2 separate regions of the Cricetulus griseus genome follow, and region 2 is linked to region 1. Evidence: chromatin contacts called from public Hi-C data. All regions are on one chromosome and are shown on one strand. Each heading gives the region's core, a stretch centred on a gene start, on an enhancer-like site or on the middle of the called end of the contact. The rest is flanking DNA. Distances are from core to core; before and after follow the strand shown. Region 1 has its middle 92 kb from the start of Cyyr1. Region 2 holds the start of App (amyloid-beta precursor protein).

Region 1 (2,700 bases), core at 10-2,509:
TGTGTGTGTGTGTGTGTGTGTGTGTGTGTAAAGGTATACACAAGCTCTTCTTGTAATCCCTGAATTCTGCCCCAAACCTCCCTTTCAGAAGTGTCTATGGAGTTCCGAGCTTGTGTGCACAGCTTGCTATCAGATATTGATAAATAAGGTGTATGTGATGGTTTGAAGGAAAATAGCCCCCAAAGGGAGTGGCACAAGTAGGGGGTGTAACTTTGTTGGAGGAAGTGTGTCACTGTGCAGGCAGACTTTGAGGTCTCATTTATGCTCAAGCCACACTCAGTGAGACACACCACTTTTTGCTGATTGCACAAGATGTAGTACTCTTAGCTACTTGTCCAGTACCATGTCTGCCATGTTCTACACGATGATAACGGACTGTACCTCTGAACTATAAGCCATGCAATTAAATGTTTTCCTTTATAAGAATTGTCATGGTCATGGCATCTCTTCACAACAATAGAAAGCCTAACTAAGACAGTGTAGGAATATTCTATAATTGGTAAATCTGTGTGAATGATATCCTCCTGTAGCTTAAATGTTTTTCATTTAGTATGAGTTTCAAGATTTTTTCTCACCGACGAACGAATCTGAAGTTCCCTCATTTTCTACTATGTATAGTTTTGTAATGCTTCAGTTTTCTATAATGTACTTACCCATCCTTCTTTCATTTGCTGTTAGACTGTTACCACTTTTGTTGTGTTAAAGGAAACCATACTGCAACAGATACTCCTATAAGCTTCTTGGGGGCAATTCTATTATAAATAGAATGGATAGTGTAGAAGCAATGTGTGTATCCAAATTTCCTAATTAATTTTAATTTGCTGATACTATTACATAAGGCAATTTCCCAAAGTGTGGATACCGAATTTGTAGCCTTTGTTGAGTTTGCAGGATGTTACTGTGTTTCATTCAGTATTTTCAGTTTTGGTGTGTATGACATCATCTCCATCCTGACTCCATCATGAGAACCTTCCACTGCCCTTCTAGAATAGGTCAGCCCCAAACCATTTACTTCTTTATTGATTTATTTTAGCTTCTTAAGTTGTAAGAGTTTAATGACAAATAACAACTCACTTCCAGGGCTTTGTTTGAATTGCTTGATTCGCAGCAGTAAGAAATACTTTTTCCTATGTCCTGCATTTTTACCTAGGTGGAGAAATGAGCTAGAATCTAAATAGTAGATGTCTAAGCATCGTGATGTGAAGAATCTAGAGCCTGACTGATTCAGTCACCACTGAAGCTCCACCAGTGCTGAGTCACCATTTCTTACATAAATCAGCACAGTGGACATCCTTTGACTCACCCGGTGGCATGTCACAGCACAGGACTTGTCCTTAGAACATGTCTAGGCAACTGGACTGATATCTGTTTTGTTTCCTTTTCCTTCTACCCTGAATGCCAAACTGGAGCAAAACATGCTGAACAGATTACTCCAATAACAACAAGATGGGTCAGGAACCATGAACTATGAACTGTTGCCAACTGTGAGCATTGAAACCTGCAGGAGTCCAAGTCATAGGGAGGTGCTGCACTGCTTTTACTGCATGCAAAGATGCCTTTAGGAGTCACGCATAGTTCTATTTCTTGCTGATACCCTTCCTTAGACACAGAAGGCCAAATATACCTGGATCTGTAATTATCTACTTTTGTTTTTGTTGGAACAATGTCTTGTTGCTTAGGAACTGGGATGTATTCCATAAATACATGTTCAATCATTTTGTTTCCTCTTTTGCTCCCACAGTTATTAAGTTCTATTAAAATACATGCCCTGTGCAGGATTTGTTGATTTGGAATAAGTATGAACTGCATATTTACCATTAACTATAAACAAAATATTCCACTATCAATTTGCCTTTCAATTTCTTTTCTGACACCACTTGGTTTCTGCAGAAAGCACCTTTTTATGTACTATGAAGAGTGCACAGCTGAAGGTGATTTATCCAGCATTCCATTAGGAGACTCTCTCTCTCCCTCTCCCTCTCTCTCTCTCTCTCTCTCTCTCTCTCTCTCTCTCTCTCTCTCTGGGCATTTCTCAAACACTGAGTGCTATAAGAAGTAATATATATTATGTTGACATTGGAAAAATAATAGTCCTAAATCTTTACAAAAATTAGCTAATCCAATTGCCTACCTGTGTGTGCCAGAGAACTGAGCGTCTGAGAGACTGTCTTCCTCTGAGAGATTGTGCAGATGGCCTGGGTCCTGTGACACCCGGAGTTCTCACCAGCTCATTTCTCAACAGACATTATCTTTCTCCATATACACCATCCATTGTAAATCTCCGAATCCCTGAACCAGTGCCAAAAAAGATCTCTGTGCTTTTCTAACATTGAAAGCCTTAAATGTCTGAAACTTTTGTCTTGACAGTGAGTCACAGTGATTACACATCTAACAAATTCCTTCCACACCTCTGTGAGACCGCAACCAGCTATGCTAAATGTTACCGTCTATTTTATTAAACCTGCTACCACATTGTTCTAAAAACAGAGTATATGAGACCATGAGTATGTAAAGATCGGGTAGTATGATGGTCACACAAACTCCCCATATTCATGATATAAGGTGAGGACTGGCATGTGGCATTTGTTGAGGTTCATCACATCTCCTTCCCTTTTAGAATCTATCATCCTGGTATGAAATGCTATCATTGGGTCTCCAACATGGCAGGTAAGCAGTCTACTTATTTCTATTTTGCTATCA
Region 2 (2,700 bases), core at 74-2,573, 410 kb before region 1:
AGGAGGCCCCACCTCAATCAGACCAACGCCTCCCTGGATGCTCAGGAGCCCCAGCCTCCCCACCGCCCGGCACTGCCCTTTGCAGACGCACGCCTCGCTCCCGGCTCTCTGTCCCCCTCACCCCCCCCTCTCCCTGCGAGGACTTTGCAGCCCCGCTCAGGGTCGGCACTAGGTGGTGGCGATGCGGGGGAGGGAGACCGCGGGGCCCCGGCAGCACCCCCGGGCCCTCGGGGACAGACGCGCGGCGCGGGGAAGGGAGCCGCCGCGGTGGCGCACAAACTCCCTCGGCTCCGCCACCGCGCCCTGGACGGCGAGGGCGGGGTGTCGCCGCTTTTGTTCCCGGGGAACCTTCTGGGTCCCTGGGAGAAGCTGGAGGCACAGCGGAGAGAGCCCGGGACGTCCAGTGTGAAGGACGGTGCCTGCCGGGGGGCCGCCGCTCTCCGGTTCCCCCCCAACACACCCCCAGTCACTTGCAACTTAACACAAAAGGGAGACACGGAAATGCACAAAGTTTGCCCGCGGAAGGCGGCGCGCGACCCCGCGCCCGCTCGGGAGAGGGGTCGCTGCGCAGGCTGCAGCCGCCGCCGCGCCGCCGGGAGCGAAGGGGCTTCGCGCCGCCGAGTCGGGCGGGGGAAGGGAAGGAGGGACGGGAAGGGAAGGGAAGGGAAGGGGAGCCAGGCGCTCCCCGGCTCCCAGAGATGTCCCCGTCCCCAGCCAGGGCTCGCCCCGGGGAAAGGGAAGGGCGGCGATTTCCTCGCGGGGCACGGGATTCGGGGACTCCGCGCTTTCAGTTCTCCCACACGTGTCCCCTTCCCCCCACCGCCTGGCTGTCTCCGCACCCCCCAGCCCGGCTCTCCGGGCAGGGAGGAGTCGGTCGGGGTCTGCGCTCAGGCTCACCCCCTCGCCCTCGCCCGGGGCTGGCACGGGTCGGGGGAGCCCGGCGCCTCGCCCGCTCCCTGTCCGCGGGCCGGGCAGCGCGTCCCTGGGCAGGGCTGGGCCGGAGACGCCGATGCGCAGGGCGCCCGCAGGCGGGGGCGGCGGAGAGCGGGATGCCCGCGACAGTCCCCAGCCTCTCACGACCCCAGCTCCGTGCTGGGTGAGCAGGATCGGGTCCCCCATACCCACACCCACCCACCCACCCGGCGCCCGCCTCCCCGACCCCCGCCCCGGTCCCTTTCCCGAGGCGCGGCACCCACCTCCAGCGCCCGGACGGTCCAGGCGGCCAGCAGGAGCAGCGCCAAGCCGGCCAGCATCGTGATCCCGCTTGGGGCAGCGAGTGCGCTGGGTGCGAATGGGAGATCCGCCGCGCCCTGCCTGGGTCCGCGTCGCTGTCGCCGCCGCGGTCTCCGGGAGCCCCCGCGCTCGCTCGCTTGCTCGGCTCGGGGTGCTCTCGCCTCCCGCCGCTGAAGAAACTGACAGAGCAGGAGCGCGGCGGCGGCGGCGGGGCTCGCAGCCGGGAGAGTCAGCTGATCCCGCCCACCCGGCTCGCCACCCGACAGAGACCTCTAGCGGAGCCCGGGGAGCTGCGCCCGCCCGGGCGCCACCGGAGGCGACCCCGGCCAGCAGCCCACAGGTGCGGTGGCCCGGGCACCGGCACGCCGCTGCGGAACCCGCGCCCCCCCCTCCCTGGGCTCCGGGAACCAAGGAAGGGATGACCCGGGTCAGGGACAGGGACCGGCAGTCCGGGGCAGGCAGGGGTGCGGGGAGCGGGGGTGAATCCTAGGATTCACGTTTGGGTTCCAGGAAAGTCGGGAGCGCTCCCGGCTCGTCCCCGTGAGCTTGAGTCACCCGACCCCGCAGGCCTCTCTGGAATGTGGCTGGGGAGCCTCTGCTGCGGTGCGTTTTTATTATCTGCAGTTCATTTGCTCTGTTTGGAGAGGTGGCGCGAGGCCGAGAACATCAGCAATAGGATTTCTTTGCACAAGGGTAACCTCCACCCCCGCCGCCCCCGCCCCCAGCAACCTGGAATTTTTGTCGTTAGAATGCGCCAGAAAAGGGCTTGCCACCCAGGACGCAGAAAGACCGGTTTTCTTTAGGTTTATAGTGGGGCGTGGGGGTATTTTTTAATTGTTGTTGCATTTTTGTTTGATTTGGGCGGTTTCAGAGAAGAAGAGAGGCATCCGGATCGGAGGAGACGGAGGTGAAATCTAAGATGGAGAGGAGATAAAGTTGAGCTGGAAGGGATCCTGCGCTATGGCCCTGGTTCCTCCTCCTTCACCAAGGACTTTGGCCTGAACTCTGCTCTTGTCCTTCTTGGCATCTGCCTTAAATCACAGAAAAGGACCTCTGTAAAGCCATTTTCTCCTGCATGAATCGCAAATAGTGCAGTGCTAGAATGGCCTAGAACCATCCAGATATTCACCCCCTCCTGACTGGATGTGGCAAAACCCTATGGCCTAGTGAGAGGGGTCAGGAGATAATGCCGGATGAGTTTCTGGCTCTGATGCCACTACCTTTTTCCTCACCTCATGTGTTTTTTAACAACTTGACTTGAGCTGTGGTCATCTGGGAAGAAGGACCCTAAATTGGAGGAAATGCCTCCATTAAATTAGCTTGGAGGCAAGACCTTGGAGACTTATTCTAGATTATTGATCGATGTGGTAGGCCAGCCCTGGCCAGGTGGTCCTGGGTTGTGTAAGAAAACGGGCCCAGCAAACCTGTAAGCATGAGGAGCAAACCTGTAAGCAGTTTTCACCATAG

What was found. Hi-C and Micro-C count contacts between places; a contact is called where the count stands out from the background.
Region 2: a contact with region 1 is called in a Hi-C map of fibroblasts, with 6 times the contacts expected there. The contact joins the promoter of App here to the enhancer-like site in region 1. A contact is called at or near these places in 3 of 8 Hi-C or Micro-C datasets (the CHK-Q cell line, the CHO-K1 cell line and fibroblasts).

Annotation. Positions count from the first base shown.
Region 1 is chr4:11,349,275-11,351,974 of CriGri-PICRH-1.0, reverse strand. No RefSeq gene overlaps it. Among named protein-coding and RNA genes, the nearest start is that of Cyyr1, 92 kb to the left of the region's middle. Within about 2 kb of position 1,259, at least 2 of the 6 cell types and tissues checked have open chromatin away from gene starts, as enhancers often do. A contact at or near this core is called in the CHO-K1 cell line and fibroblasts, where this site is marked.
Region 2 is chr4:11,757,136-11,759,835 of CriGri-PICRH-1.0, reverse strand. It overlaps App (amyloid-beta precursor protein), which reads right to left and starts at 1,323. Exons shown (of 15, transcript XM_027412368.2): 1 at 1,197-1,323. The coding sequence starts at 1,253. LOC118238768 reads left to right here and starts at 1,264. Exons shown (of 2, transcript XR_004769844.1): 1 at 1,264-1,926; 2 at 2,105-2,700.